5 separate regions of the Mus musculus genome follow, and all the other regions are linked to region 3. A link is a contact called in public HiChIP or PLAC-seq and promoter capture Hi-C data. All regions are on one chromosome and are shown on one strand. The core of a region is the stretch at or near the end of the contact, and the rest is flanking DNA. Distances in the headings are between cores, read along the strand shown. Region 1 holds the start of Pacrg (PARK2 co-regulated). Region 2 has its middle 11 kb from the start of 1700110C19Rik. Region 3 holds the start of 1700010I14Rik (RIKEN cDNA 1700010I14 gene). Region 4 has its middle 6.2 kb from the start of Gm39565. Region 5 holds the start of Tagap (T cell activation Rho GTPase activating protein).

What was found. Promoter capture Hi-C pulls out the DNA fragments that hold promoters and counts their contacts. HiChIP or PLAC-seq counts read pairs in DNA pulled down with a chosen protein or histone mark.
Region 1: a promoter capture Hi-C map of pre-B cells shows a contact between it and region 3, with 7 times the contacts expected there. The contact joins the promoter of Pacrg here to the promoter of 1700010I14Rik in region 3. A contact is called at or near these places in 5 of 39 promoter capture datasets (the C10 cell line, cranial neural crest, hippocampal neurons and 2 more), 1 of 484 Hi-C or Micro-C datasets (CD4 T cells), 1 of 115 datasets of contacts at active chromatin or transcription factors (astrocytes) and 1 of 9 other capture datasets (liver).
Region 2: a promoter capture Hi-C map of liver shows a contact between it and region 3, with 3 times the contacts expected there. The contact joins the enhancer-like site here to the promoter of 1700010I14Rik in region 3. A contact is called at or near these places in 3 of 39 promoter capture datasets (cranial neural crest, liver and maxillary cranial neural crest), 1 of 484 Hi-C or Micro-C datasets (CD4 T cells) and 4 of 115 datasets of contacts at active chromatin or transcription factors (astrocytes, embryonic stem cells, large pre-B cells and 1 more).
Region 4: an H3K27ac HiChIP or PLAC-seq map of embryonic stem cells shows a contact between it and region 3, with 4 times the contacts expected there. The contact joins the enhancer-like site here to the promoter of 1700010I14Rik in region 3. A contact is called at or near these places in 4 of 39 promoter capture datasets (frontonasal cranial neural crest, hippocampal neurons, liver and 1 more) and 3 of 115 datasets of contacts at active chromatin or transcription factors (astrocytes and embryonic stem cells).
Region 5: a contact with region 3 is called in a promoter capture Hi-C map of pre-B cells, with 2.9 times the contacts expected there. The contact joins the promoter of Tagap here to the promoter of 1700010I14Rik in region 3. A contact is called at or near these places in 3 of 39 promoter capture datasets (the C10 cell line, the HPC-7 cell line and pre-B cells).

What each region holds. Positions count from the first base shown.
Region 1 is chr17:10,838,807-10,841,506 of GRCm38.p6, reverse strand. Pacrg (PARK2 co-regulated) reads left to right here and starts at 1,316. Exons shown (of 5, transcript NM_027032.2): 1 at 1,316-1,746. The coding sequence starts at 1,639. Prkn (parkin RBR E3 ubiquitin protein ligase) reads right to left here and starts at 1,148. Exons shown (of 12, transcript NM_016694.4): 1 at 1,018-1,148. The coding sequence starts at 1,024.
Region 2 is chr17:10,334,128-10,336,827 of GRCm38.p6, reverse strand. No RefSeq gene overlaps it. Among named protein-coding and RNA genes, the nearest start is that of 1700110C19Rik, 11 kb to the right of the region's middle. RefSeq lists an enhancer at 1-2,700. Within about 2 kb of position 1,402, at least 204 of the 459 cell types and tissues checked have an H3K27ac peak or open chromatin away from gene starts, as enhancers often do. A contact at or near this core is called in astrocytes, embryonic stem cells, liver and 1 more, where this site is marked.
Region 3 is chr17:8,986,963-8,989,662 of GRCm38.p6, reverse strand. It overlaps 1700010I14Rik (RIKEN cDNA 1700010I14 gene), which reads right to left and starts at 1,330. Exons shown (of 10, transcript NM_025851.3): 1 at 1,242-1,330. The coding sequence starts at 1,266.
Region 4 is chr17:10,376,376-10,379,075 of GRCm38.p6, reverse strand. No RefSeq gene overlaps it. Among named protein-coding and RNA genes, the nearest start is that of Gm39565, 6.2 kb to the right of the region's middle. Within about 2 kb of position 1,370, at least 49 of the 459 cell types and tissues checked have an H3K27ac peak or open chromatin away from gene starts, as enhancers often do. A contact at or near this core is called in embryonic stem cells, where this site is marked.
Region 5 is chr17:7,924,705-7,927,404 of GRCm38.p6, reverse strand. Tagap (T cell activation Rho GTPase activating protein) reads right to left here and starts at 1,405. Exons shown (of 10, transcript NM_145968.2): 1 at 1,297-1,405; 2 at 469-549; 3 at 326-379; 4 at 1-38. The coding sequence starts at 495. All of the region lies in intron 4 of Gm1604a (predicted gene 1604A), which reads left to right.

The DNA.
Region 1 (2,700 bases), core at 67-2,566, 1.9 Mb before region 3:
GAGCATCTTAGCTGCCTAGCATGACTCTCAAGAGGAAGAGAGGAGGGCTGCACACTTGTAACATTACTTTTATGAGTTAAAACAGACTCGGCTACTTTCACCGTGTAACGCATTTACTTCATAAATGCACCTCTCATCCATCTTCTAGACACATCTCAAATAGACCGACTTCAGATGTGCTTAGTGCGATACCTGTCAGGCATATATCACAAACAAGTTCACTACATCTTCAGAACATCACTTGGATGGGGGCGGCGAGTCTACAGTAACGAAACCTCCAAACGGGAATGTGCGCTAAATTATGCATTTATTTCTACTTATCCCGGAGGAGAACCCAAAACGTGGCTTCACATATAACATCTCTGTCAGGGAGGTCCTTTCCAATCTGCCTACTTCACACTGCTTAGAACAACCCTAGTGGCCACTTCCAAAGCTGCACTGGTCAAACTGCACCCAGTCACAAACTGTAGTGGGGGAAAAAGCCATCTTTGCAGTTATCTACTCGGCTAGTCTTTCGTCTCAGATCTCCGAGGACACATTTAAAAAGACAGAACTGAGGTGCGATCTCCACGAGGCAGATGCTTTCCTGAGATTTTCTTTAAGTCCTAGGGTGTGTGAACTCGCCCTGAAGTGAAGGACAGCTTGACCGAAACAGACCTGGGCTGGTCACCCCGTGGAGCGGCAGGGCGAGCCCCGCCGTCGGGGGTCGCAGTGGAGCACGCGGGTGTCCGTGGGGATACAGTCTTCAGCGAGCTAACCTTGGCTAAGGCAGGTTGGAAACTCATACCTAATGCTCTAGCACACACCGGACCAGGCTATGGGCGGGGGGGGGGGGGGGGGCGGGCCGAGGAAGCCCACAGAGCGGACGGAGCGCGGCACGCACGCCTCCGCCGTGACACTGACAGGTGGCTCGGGTCGGCCCCCGAGGATCCCACTCGGACCCGTGGGGTGTGACGTGGTGCCACACACGGACGCGGGGCGGCGCGGAGAGATTGTACCTGGCAGGCACCCACGTACCTATCATGGTCACCGGGCGGGTGGTGGCTGCGGGTCGAGAAGGACCTACGCGGGCACTGGCGCCCGCCCGAGCCTCCCACCAGCGTTTCTGTCAGGTTTAGTCATCCAGGCCTCCTCCCCCTTCCCCTCGCGAGCCAGGCGGGCGCAGTGCGCACGCGCAACCACCCGCCCCTAGCGCGAAGCCTGCTGGGAGGCGTAGTTTTAACCCGTAAGATTCGCCTCCGGCAGCTGCAACTGTCTTCGCTGGTAACCTTTTCCGGAAACGCTCGTCACGGAGGGGCGGGACTAGCGTCTCCTAATGTTGACTAATCGCTTAGCAACCGGGAGGCTTACACCTTTGGAAGCTCTTAGAGACTCTAGCCTCGGATCCCAGCCCTCTTCCCGCCCCTCTCCTCCCCTAAACTCCCTCCACCTTGGTGCTGCCAAACATCTGGATCTCCCTGGGCAGCACGAGGGGTTGAATTTCTACCACTAGAGCCTTTTAGAGTGTTTTCCCGACCCCCTGCTCACTTCTGTAAAAGCCACTGGTTTTTCTTCCACACCTCTGATAAGAACAAGACGTTTTCTAGGAAGAATGTGGTAGAAAAAGAGACCCTGACCTTAAACAAATGCCCAGACAAGATGCCGAAGAGGACTAAACTGCTGCCACAACAGACGTTCCAGGTGCACCAGCCTCGTTCCCTGGTTTCTGAGGGCTTCACAGTCAAAGCCATGATGAAAAACTCAGTCGTAAGTGATCTTCCTCGATTGAACGCACTTGCTCCGAATCAGGGGACATGTGGTTGTAGAGGATGACAAGCCCTGGGTCCTGGTACTGTTTACCAGAACTGGCAATGACTCGGTCAGTAGCAGACTCTGCCCGACAGTGTGCAGAGATGTAGGCTAGGTGGTTAAAGAACCTTTGGGGCAGGCGATGTACTGAGTTAGCGTATAAGCACCTTCTTGAGCAAGTGTGCTTTCTCCACTACCCCAAATTACACTTAAGCTGTTTCACTGGTAAGGGGGAAAAAAATCCTTATCTTTATTGTAAACTTAGTCCACTCAGTACAAGACCTTCTGGAGTGAATGCTCTTAGAAGTCATAGGCTTTCAAAATTTAACACGAACCAGTATGAGACACATAAACTCATCAGTAATATATACTAATTTATCTCATCTGGGACATTTTAGAATGCCTTAGCATTTACTCAGCAACATTCTGACAAAAAAAAAGGTATTAACCTGTTAAAGTATTCAAAAATTACTTATGTGAAGACTGGTTCCTGATAGGCCTTTTAAATACATTTTAAACAATATAAGCTCTATTTCAAGTGTCTCTAATAATACAAGCCCTATTTCATTTTTATGAGTTGTGATAATACAAATAAAATATTCTTAACACGAATAGGGGAAAATATTCAAAGGCACACAAACGGTTTAGCTATATGCCTAATACTGCTTTTCAATCTTCTTGTTTATTAAATACCATATGATTTGGTATGCTAAACCATGTTTGTCTACTGAGTGGGCACCTGTTTAGGAGTGTGAGAGATTTAATACTAAATGTAGTTTTCAATTTTGTACAATTTACACCCTGAGAGGATCTTATTATACAGCAATTCAATATATTAGCTTAATAGTGTTCTTCGTTGTCCCACTATATTTCTACTTATATATTGCAAATCTTATACATACCACTTAGAGG
Region 2 (2,700 bases), core at 153-2,652, 1.3 Mb before region 3:
CACAAAAACTTGGGATGAATTGTATGCGCTCTGCTCACTGGTTCTAAAAGCACACTTCGAGTCAGTGGGGAGCTAGCTCTCTGGAGTCCTTTGCAGATCCTAGCAAGGCCAACTGGAAAGATCACCGGAGTAGAAGCCACAACGATAGACAACCACAAAGTAGTCGTGTTTACAAACTCAGTCCTATCACCTCACAAAATGGCGACAGAATCTGTACATTCTTTTGATCAAAGCTACGCAATGCTCACTGAAAACATTTACTAAATATTCCTACTAACTCGCACTTTTCCACGAAATGCCCTGGTGCAGAAGCACAAGAAATTCAGTCTTTCTCCTGTGCGGAATGTTTAGGAATCACATAGTCAGGTCTGGGTGACAGGGCAGGGTGGGATCCTGGGGACATGTTTTGAATCTTCCAACATGAAGTCTTAGCTCTCTACAACTGACTTACAGGCTGTCACGGAGCTGCGCAGAGCTTCTAGTGTGTTCAAAAGGAAGCTAGGGCTCAGTTTCTGCTTTGCCTCCCTTTGGCAGAGCTAAAGTTTGGGCCATGACCAGGCCTGAGGTAGGATTTCCTAGTTTTTTTTTTTTTTTTAGCATCCTAGGAAGATAGATGAGCGGAGCCAAGGTTACTTGTTTCTTGCATCCGGAACGAGTGTTTTAAAGTAACAAAACCTTAATCTTTTTGGATATTGAGACCTACAAAGGAAAATAATCAGCATTGTATGGATGACTTCAATAGACTAGCTGCCTGCAGACTCCCCCGCCTGGGAGTGACATTGAGGGAGCCCTCAGATCTCGGTGTCTGGAGACGCGAGCCAATGGGGGCTAGGCAGACGATTCTTTCTGGTGCTTGATGTTCCGGACATTCCGACGTCCCCGGTTCATTTCCAATGTATGAATACATCACTCTTTCTATTAAGATACCACGAAGACCACCTGTTACTACAGGTGATTTACATTCCAAGCTAGAATTATAGATTCCTTTATGCAAACATATTTAGGGAGAGTTCACTTTAAGACGGAATTTAGCTCCCTAATGAAAACAGCGCATAAAGGACCCTAACAGCTTCTGCGAGAGGTCCAGACTCTTAACTGGAGAAAGTGGGGCTTAAAAGAAAATGCGGGTAGGTTCTTTGTCTCCTAGGAAACTCATTTCCGACTTGGGAATCGGGCGAGTTACTCCCCTGCCTCACGCACATTCCTACCCGCTCCAGAGCGCTCCAGCGGGCAAAGATGGAACTCTGTTCTTTCTTTTGTGTAGCCCGACCGTTTGTTTCTCTCCTGACAACAGCTTCTCCTCCCTTCATCCTCCCCGCTTTCTTCCGGGCCTGGGAACTGCGAGGCCAGGAGCTGTGTGGCCGTCCCTTTGCCGGGTTTCGGGTCCCTGTGCGCAGGCACGCATTCATTAGCGCCACAAGAGCACCAGAGTCCCGGACACCTCATAAATATTTAGAGGTTCCCACCACCTTCCAGAGAGCCAGGGGGAGAAAGAGAATTTAGTGTGGAGTTGGTCAGGGTAATATGCATGTGAATCAGAAGTGGGGACAAAGGATGAAAGGTGCTGGAAACTCCAACAAACCCGTGATCCCCGGGGGTCATTCTGCCTGTTCCTGCCCACACTATCCCGGGCCGGCCTTCTTCCTGCGCATGAGCGGACTGAGCCTGTTTCCGAAGACTGTTGGCAAAGGATGTGTGCTCTTTGTTCTGTCCCGCTCTTTCTTAACAGACAGGTTTGCTTTGCCCTCTCCACTGCGCTGGCGGCTGCCTTCTCCTTTGCCACCCACAGAAGTGAGGCATGAAGATCTAGGGGTCTACACTAATACGTAAGGCAAGAAAAGGGAACAGAATGTGGCTGTGTCGGGGAAAACGTGCGCAAAATCAGCCTGTGGGTTAGACACAATACATCGACACTCACTATGGAAGGTTGAAAAACTTCCATAAATGTTCTGTGCACAGAACCCAGAATCCCAAGAGAAAGTCTGCACGCAAACAGCTACCTTGACACCCACACACCCTATGAAGCTTTTAAAAACTATTTTTAAACACTCCTCCTGGCTTTTATTTTGGGAGGTCTGGAGTGCACAGAGCAAGGGAGAGAGCAAAGGCTCAGAGCTCAAGAGAGGAAGCTAGAGCAGTCTTCCTTTCTTCCTAAAGCACTGTCTCACAGGAAGGATGACCAATGGCCTTAAAGCCTGGGAGTGAATACAGGGGCAGTAAAGGATGGATTGGCCAGGCTAGTTTTCATCAGAAAGGAAGAGGATGGCAACATGGAACTAAGCAGCTTTGGGACAAAGACTCCTCTGTGGAAAGGGGGTTGCTTTAACCAGGTAGGAATTTTAAGTCAAAGCCTTGTAATACCTAACAGTGGTTGAGATGAAACACATGGATTATAGGTCTTATGAAGCATCCTGCTTAGTTTGGGGTACACACTATACAGCAATGAGAGCCTGAATAGTTAGCAATAGAAAATAACTTACATCCTAGTTCACATTTTGGAAATACCTGGGATTGCAACTATGTTGCTTTGAACGAAAGTGTACAAATATTACTAGTTAAATCTTACTATTAGGAAACATCGGAGGAAATGTGCTAAATTTCATAAAAACTTCCAATTTGCCCCAGTTCACTACTTACTACAAGAAACCTTCAATCAGATAGAAGCTCACTGAAAATTAAAAGGAATCTGGACAAAGCTGG
Region 3 (2,700 bases), core at 81-2,580:
AATTTATTTTGTGTCAGGTTGATAATCAAAATTAACTATCCCCTTGGTGTCTGTGTTGTAGGGTTTTATAGGGGGGATACCTCTCTCCAAGGTACTGACCAACACACACATGCACACCATACATGCAAAAACTAGACCAGCCTCAGAAGGGTCATAAAAGTCCAGGTTCAGGAAGCTCTACAGATACTGGTCTCCAATGTACCTCAGCAGACATGAGCCACATGCTTACTCTAATGACAAGAGACCATGTCTCCCAGCAGATGTCCTGCCAATGGCCTGGCTCTGAGCCTTGTGTGTGTTGAGTGTCTAGCATGCGGGCTGACCTGGCTAAGCACAACTGAGGCTGTTACCAGTTAGCCTCGTCACTCTCAAGGGACATCTGCAGTGTTGTCAGTGTCCCATCAATGTCAATGACCTCCACATCACTGCATGTGGATATGGGGGTTGGCTGTGCACTAGGACAGTAGACTTGCAACCTGTTGCTCTAGCAATATTCCCTGAGTGAACTCTGCCTCTCAATACTGGTGGTGTCACTTAGAGCTAGACTGTTAGGTTGTTAGATTTATTACATGTGAGCTGTTCCCTACTTTTATTATGTGTGGACAATCATCTATGTATTCGAAACAGACACCTGCTTGCCTGCCTGCCTCTCTGACCTGTAAGTCACATACCAAGAGAGCGGTGTGGTACAGGAAGTTTTGCAAAACTCTCAGCTTCAAAACAAAAAGCACTGAACGAGTATGGTGAGCCCCTCCATCCCTTTCCCTCCAAGGTACTTTTACACACACACACTCCATACGCCTTTACACACATCCTATAACACACATACCAAGGTGATAGTTACTTTTGATTATCAGTCTGACACAAAATAGAATCCAGGAAGGAACTCTCAAAAGAAATTGTCTAGATGAAGTTGTCCTGTGGCCATGACCTGAGGGGTTTTCTTAAATGGGCTGAGGTGGGAAGACCCACTCTGTTTCCTGGCGGGGTCCTGGAGCTGAGTGGAGAAATGGTGCGCGTGTGTTCTTTGCTCTCTGTTTCCGGTTGAGGACAGAAGTAGCCAGCTTCCTTAAGCTTCTGAAAGGTCTGAGTCGCTGGGTCCAAGCAAACCCTCCTGATCCAGGAGCTGACTTCCTGCCACCAGAAAGGTTTTTACTTTCAAAACCACTTCTGAGAAACCAGCTTTCCTGGACAAACATCAACCGGGTCAAAACCCACAAAAATAGAGGCAGACCACTTACAGTCAGGTTCCTGATCCTCAGCCATTGCCCCTCTGGTCGGCTCGCTGCCAACGGAAGCTGCAGTTGCCAACGGAAGCTGCAGTTGCCAACGGAAGCTGCAGTTGCCATGGAAACAGTAAATATTCCTAGCCCCTCCCCCTCAGTGTAACTCTGGCGCCCGGCCACAGGGTGGCAGAATAACAGAATAGCCAGGAGTCTGCCACCTTCCCCAGCCAGGTCTGGGAGCCCTGGAGGGATGCTCACTGGTTTTACTTTGCAAAACAAAACTAGGCAAGATTCATTACAGAGCATGGGACAAAAGATAACTGGTGTCCCCAGTGAATGTGCCCCCGCTGCAGTCCTTGGTTCTAGACGCAAGAACCAGAGCACACGGGATGCTAAAGAGGAGGGCTGAGGTGTTTCTGGACACGCGATAGGGTCACCAACTCAGATCCTCGAGTTCAGACAGAAAGGGAAGAACTCTGGTTTGCACAAGGCATGTGCTAGTAAGAGCGGCACCTCCCCTACTTCTGGAAAATGTTAATCTCCCCCCCCCCCCCACCCTACGGCCGAAAAAAAAATTCTTCCAAATCATGGCTTATGTCAGCGTAATCATTCTATCCCTTAGGTGACAAAAATCAGAACGTCAAGGGTCAAATATGTGTCGATTCTTAAGAATATAGTAAAACCCATATTCCCTCCTATTGTTTAGTCGTCTATCAAAGTGATTGAAGGAGAAGTATATTCAATTATTATCACTGCAACGACCTGTCAAAACTAAGGTGGATTTTTGTGGAAGCAAATCCCTGGCTCACTGCCCATGTTGTCCCCACGTGGGGGAGGGGGTGGCTCCTGAAGGCAGAGGAATGGAAGGACCAGACACCTGCGTTCACCCAGGGAAGAGTTTTGAGCAGCAATGGCTAAGTGCTATGGAAAGCCAGGAAGAACAGAGTTGCACCTAGTCCCAGGTGACCTATAACCTTAACCTATGACTCGGGCAGTGAATTCTGACCCTTTCAGCCTGGTTTGATATGAAAGGGAACTAGCAACTTTTCCACAGTGCCAGGCTGGAACCCACTCTTCAGAGGCAAACGAATGCCCTACCACCGAGCCACACACCCTGACCCCTTCCCCGTGAGGCTCAGGGCAGAGATGGTGGTGTTGGAGGAGGTAGAGCACATGTACACACAGTCTACCTCTGTCTTGGGTTTCTATTGCTGTCATAAACACTATCACCAAAAGCAACTTGGGAAGGAGGGTGTTTATTTCAGTTTACTCTGACCTTGAAGGAAATTGGAACTCAAACTGGGCAGAAACCTGGAGGCAGGAGCTGATGATGCAGAAGGCCACAGAGGAGTACTGCTTACTGCCTTGCTTCCTGTGGCTTGCTCAGGCTCATTTATTCCACAGTCGGGACCACCGGCCTAGGGTGTGGCACCACCCATAGTGGACCCTTCCATATCAATCACTAATCAAGGAA
Region 4 (2,700 bases), core at 121-2,620, 1.4 Mb before region 3:
GGAGCTTTTAATAGAGCTGATAAGCGCTGGGCAGGGCATGTGGCAAAGCAGACATGCCTGACACCCTCCTCAGCAGGGAGGGGACTGGACAAAGAAGGAGGAATGATAGGGCAGTAGGAAGATGGGGGTTCACAGACTGACATTAAAAACCCGCAAACAGGGTGGGAATGGTACCCCATCCGCAGGGTAGCTTAGTGGGGTAGTTAAAGACACATTCTAGTGGCCAAGCTCCGTGGAGCCGCCTCTCAGAACTACCATTAACTTGGATAAAAACCATAAATTAGCCCAACCATGAATACAAGCATTGCCTACTCCACCCCCTGCTACCCCACCCTGGGGCCTAAAATACTCAGGCAATTCTTGCCAGGTGACTCATGACTTCCTGGGCCCACCCCGTTGGCCTATCGCCCCACCTCCCTGGCAATATATACATGCTGAGGGAATCTCTCTGAGTATTTTTGGGAGACAGCTGTTTGCTCTTCTAGTCAAGAGTCTGAGAGGCACAGGCACAAAGTGGGCTGGACCCAGGAACTGGAGTCAGTAAAAGTGGGCAGAAAACATGGATGTCTGGATGGCCCTGCAGCTTTCTCTGGTTCAGGGAACGGATGGGCAGATGGCAACGTCTCCGTCTGAGGGTGGAGGAGGGCATCTCATTTCTCACCAGAGATTTCAGAGATGAAATGAAGGTGTTCTCTCCCCGGTGTTCAATTCACTGCACAGACATGAGGCAACCCACCTGGAATGTGCTAAAGCTTAGAATCACGGGTGTCTTCAGGCTGTAGAGAAACACCTCCAGACTCTCCTGTCTTCCTAAGGCTGGGATCCCATTCAATCCCGAAATATTAGGTGTTTCTTCACAGGAATTTTAAAAGGGGATGGGATAGAAGGCATTTGATGAAACAAGAGTAACAGATACCAACCTTTCTGATTTGTACTCTGTATTATACACAAACACATTCAAAGAGTCAATGTGGAGACTCATGCCTGCAATCCCAGTACTCAGGAGGGGAGATAGGAGGATCAGAAGTTGAAGACCAGGCTTGGCTACCAGAGAACCAGTTGTATAGTGTTCCCTTTGAATAGAGGAATAAGGGAAGCTTGTAAGACTCAGGAAGTAACTGAAATTTACAAGGATGAGGAAGGAAATTCCAGACAGCACCCAAACTTAGAACATTTACAAGGTTCAACCCCCCAAGGTTACATAAGCAATAACAATGGCTAGGGATGAGGAGTCTCCAGTCTGACCAGCTGCTTGCAAGCCATGCAGGGAGCTCAAGGACATGTCTTCTGTGAGTTGTCACCCAGGCTAGGGTGGGACTTTTCAGAGATACAGCTACCATTATGTCACCTGTACTCCTCTAAGTAATTCCAACATGCACGCTGGTTCACAAAGCTAGAATTAGATAGAACTGTTACTTCGGTCTGCTGCTGGTGCCCTGTCTAGGGTAAGTGAACTTTTAATCACATTTCAACAGGAAAAGTGTTGAGGTTTGATCTGTAGCTGTGTATTGTGATGCTAAATTCTGTACCAGAAGGTCTAGGCCTTTAAGTGAATTCTTACATTTACAAGCTTTTGTTCTGCAAACCTTGTTCCTTAATTTAAAACTGTTGATTAAATAAAACTGGCTATAGCCAATTCCTGGAGGGGTTAGAGGTGGGTGGGTTTTGAGTTACCTGACTTGGGATGAAGAGGAACATTAAGGAAAGAGGAGAGACCAAATGAGGAGGAAGAACAAGGAGAGGAGGAAGCCACCATGAGGGGAAGTGGATCATGAGCATGTAACGTGGCCAGGCGAAACAGCAAGAGACTGGGGTTCACCACTGGTAGGTAGCCAGGCCAGCAGTGAGAAGGGTAGATTAGGGGTGAGCCCCCAGTAATTGTTAAAGCCAAATAAAATAACCATAGTCTGAGTCTCATTTATTTGTAAGCTAGTCGGGGATAAACTTATATTAGTTATACTACAGTAAAGTCACACAACAAAGCCTGACTCAGAATAAAAGCAAAATTCTAAACAGCTTTGCAATAATGAAACCCAGTTAACTTTATTTAATTCAACATTTCCTAAATTTTTTTGTCTGAAATGAGTGTGTGTGTGTGTGTGTGTGTGTGTGTGTGTGTGTGTTTGCAAAACGTGATGGACAGAATAATACCCTTCCTCAGGATGTCCACATCATCAAACCCTAAGCCTGTGAATTATGACACCTATGGATAAGAGGGTCTTTTTGTATGTTTAACCCAAGTGTTATCCTTGCTAGTTGTTGTTTGATGGTTTTGTCGACTTGATGCAAGCTAAGATCATCTGGGAACAGGGAACCTCGATTGAGAAAATGCTTCTATCAGATTAGCCTGGGAACAAGTCTATGGGGGCATTTTCTTAATTAGTGATTGATGTGGGAGGGCTCAGCCCACTGTGGGCAGTGCCTCCCCTGGGCAGGTGGGCCTGGCTTATATTAAAAGGAAGTTGAGAAAGCCATGATGAGCACGACTGTAAGTGATACCTGTCCATCGTTCCTATCTCTGTTCCTGATTGACATTCCTTAATTGACTTCACTCAGTGATTGACAGGGACTGGGACATGCAAGACAAAAGTCAAAAATGAAAAGAAGACCCTTCCATCCGTTTCCTTCTTTTGGTTGTGGTGTGTATCACATAGTAGAAACCACACCAGGATACCTGGATTCTCCAGGAAGGCCTAACCT
Region 5 (2,700 bases), core at 156-2,655, 1.1 Mb after region 3:
TCACATGATGTCAGCAGGGGAGGCACTTTGATATCACCCTGAAAACATGCATTTCAGTTAAAATAGTGACACCCAAAGACATCCCATCTTTCTCCATAAAATGCACATACGGCCTTTTATTCATCTTGAAAATTAAGTCAAATGCATTGATTCTGTATTTTATCTTCTCAGATCAACATTATTTTGGAAGATCTCAATAGACGTGTTTAGTTTATAATCTGATATTCATCTCACACCAATAATTAAATAACCCAAATGAGTAACAAAAGAATGTCTTTTATCTAATTACAGTGCAAATAAAAAGTTTAAAACATTACTTTCTTACCTCTGACTGACATTCAATTAATGTCTCCATGTTGTTAGCATTAAGTGTTTTTGACTAAAAGAGAGGAAAAAGAACATCAGCGAAGGTCCTTCAGCCCCTGTCTGTGGACAAGATGAATGAGTAGGTGCAAAGGACTTACGTACACCATCGAGACTGCTTATCAGCTTCATTGGAATGGAGACTGACAGTCCAAGAGGGGGGTCCACTACCTCGAGGCTTTGATCCTGTGTACAACAAATCATAAATGAAAAGAGTTAGAAAATAGAATAACTAGTCCAGTCAAATTCAAATTTCAAAGTCAGTTTGAAAAAACAAAAAACAAAACAAAACAAAACAAAAAAGGACCCAGAGCTTAAAGCTACTGGATAGAAAAGTGTTCACCTAAAACTGGGCTCCCACTAAGAAGCATCGTTGAGAATCTCATCCAAGTTTTCATTGTGTCTTATTCTATCCAAATGAAATAAAAATTCCTACGACTCCATGAAGCAAGATAACATCAGTCTTTCTTCCTAAATGTCACCTATGATTAAGAACAGCCTCTGAGAAACTTAATCCTAAATTCTTTAAGCCACACGCCTTTACTACTCCCAAACTTTGTTACGAGTTACTAAGTTCCCATCAGGAGAGCCTGAGTACACATTACAACAACCAAGACTTGCTTTTCTGAGTGCTCGCACATACTATATTAAAAGCTCTGCACTCTCATGAAACCCAAGTAAGACAGAAATTTACCTCCAGGACAATATATACAGTGTACAGAAACAAAAGATAACATTTACAGAATCCCTAAGCCCCCAAGCTGGCAGCTGACACACAGCCCCTAGCATTCTCCATTCAGAGTCCTTCTAAGGCTGACACATGTTTCTCAATAGAGCTGTTTTTAGTGGCACTGGCCCCTGACACTTCAGGGACCCAAGACCCTCGACCCACAAGGCAGTTTATGTTTTGTCCTGTTAATCTACAGTACTTACCAGCAACGGTCTTCAGCCAGAGCTCTTTTTACCTCTGGCGAACTGTGGAAAACGGGAGACACAACATGACACTCTGACCCTAGGAGTCCACCCACAGAGACAAGGCACTGGGCCCTCAGCCTCGTGTGCTGAGTGTTATATGTGGCGGGGGCGGGCAGGTGGAAACTCAGAATATTACTGGGGCCGGAAGGAACATCATGGGTTGTTACACAGCCAAAGCCAGCCAGAGACTGCTCTGCTCTCACTTCCTCATTCCTTTTAGGGCAGCGCCGGTTCTTTCCAAGCCTAACCCCCCTAATTCCCACCCCCCCCATTTCAAAGTAAAAATGTCTACAAACTACTAGGAGTGGAAACCATGACATATTGAACATAGGCAGTGGCTCTGGTTGATGTCAAAGGTGGTGTGTGCAGGATGAGAAATTTTATTATTCTGTGTGTAAACATCACTTTCCTTTCTAGTTGTTCCTGCTGGCCCCTCCCTGCTCTGGGTGTCCTGTTTGGGTGCTGTTCCCGGTCACCCACCATCCTCTCCATCCAGGACTAGATATCAATTGGCACATCTAGGTGCAGGGTGTTGCTATAAAACCAGGACGGAGATGGAGGGATGACTTCCCCTCTTTGAAAATTACCCTCGAAAGCTACACCAGTTTCTTTGGAACTAGGGGAATTGCCCATTGAGAAATTCATTTATTTCTCATGTAGAGAACCACTGCCCTAAGTTTATTGTGAAGTACGGAGTCAGTCAGATGGGTACAGATGTGTTCATTTTAGGATCAACAACTTTGTAAAGGGAACAAAAAGCGTCACATGTTTGTCAACATGGTAGCATCTTTGGAAAATCTAGAAGAACACAACGGTTTGAAATGCAGATGCTGCAAATTATATTGCATGTAAAACTGCCCTCCAATCTGGCATCTTCTGTTGTGTCACCTCCTCTTCTTCCTTCGAGATCAAATCAGGTCGTGTGTGTGTGTGTGTGTGTGTGTGTGTGTGTACATGTGCGTGTGCGTGTGCGTGTGTGTGTGTGTGTATTGGCATCCCACCTCAGAGCTATGGCTTTGAACATTCCACGGATAATTTGATGTTTGGCTCTGTAGTATTCCACAGAATTGTCTAAGACGTTATGTTTTTGGAGCTGGAGATTAAAACCTGCCCCTCAGAACACACTCTGCCTCTGAGCTGCACCCCAATCCAGGATTGGTGTTGGGCTTCTCTAATGTCAAGGACACTGCTACTTTGGAGAAAGCCTTCTCTCCTCACCAGACAGAAGGCTCTCTCGATGATGTGAAAATGGAGCCCACTTTACAAGGTTTTTCATCTTAATTCTGAGCCGTCTTCTGAGTTATAGAACTCTTAGCCTGAGCATCTGCAGCATCCCCCAAAAAAACAGCTCAAACTTTTCTT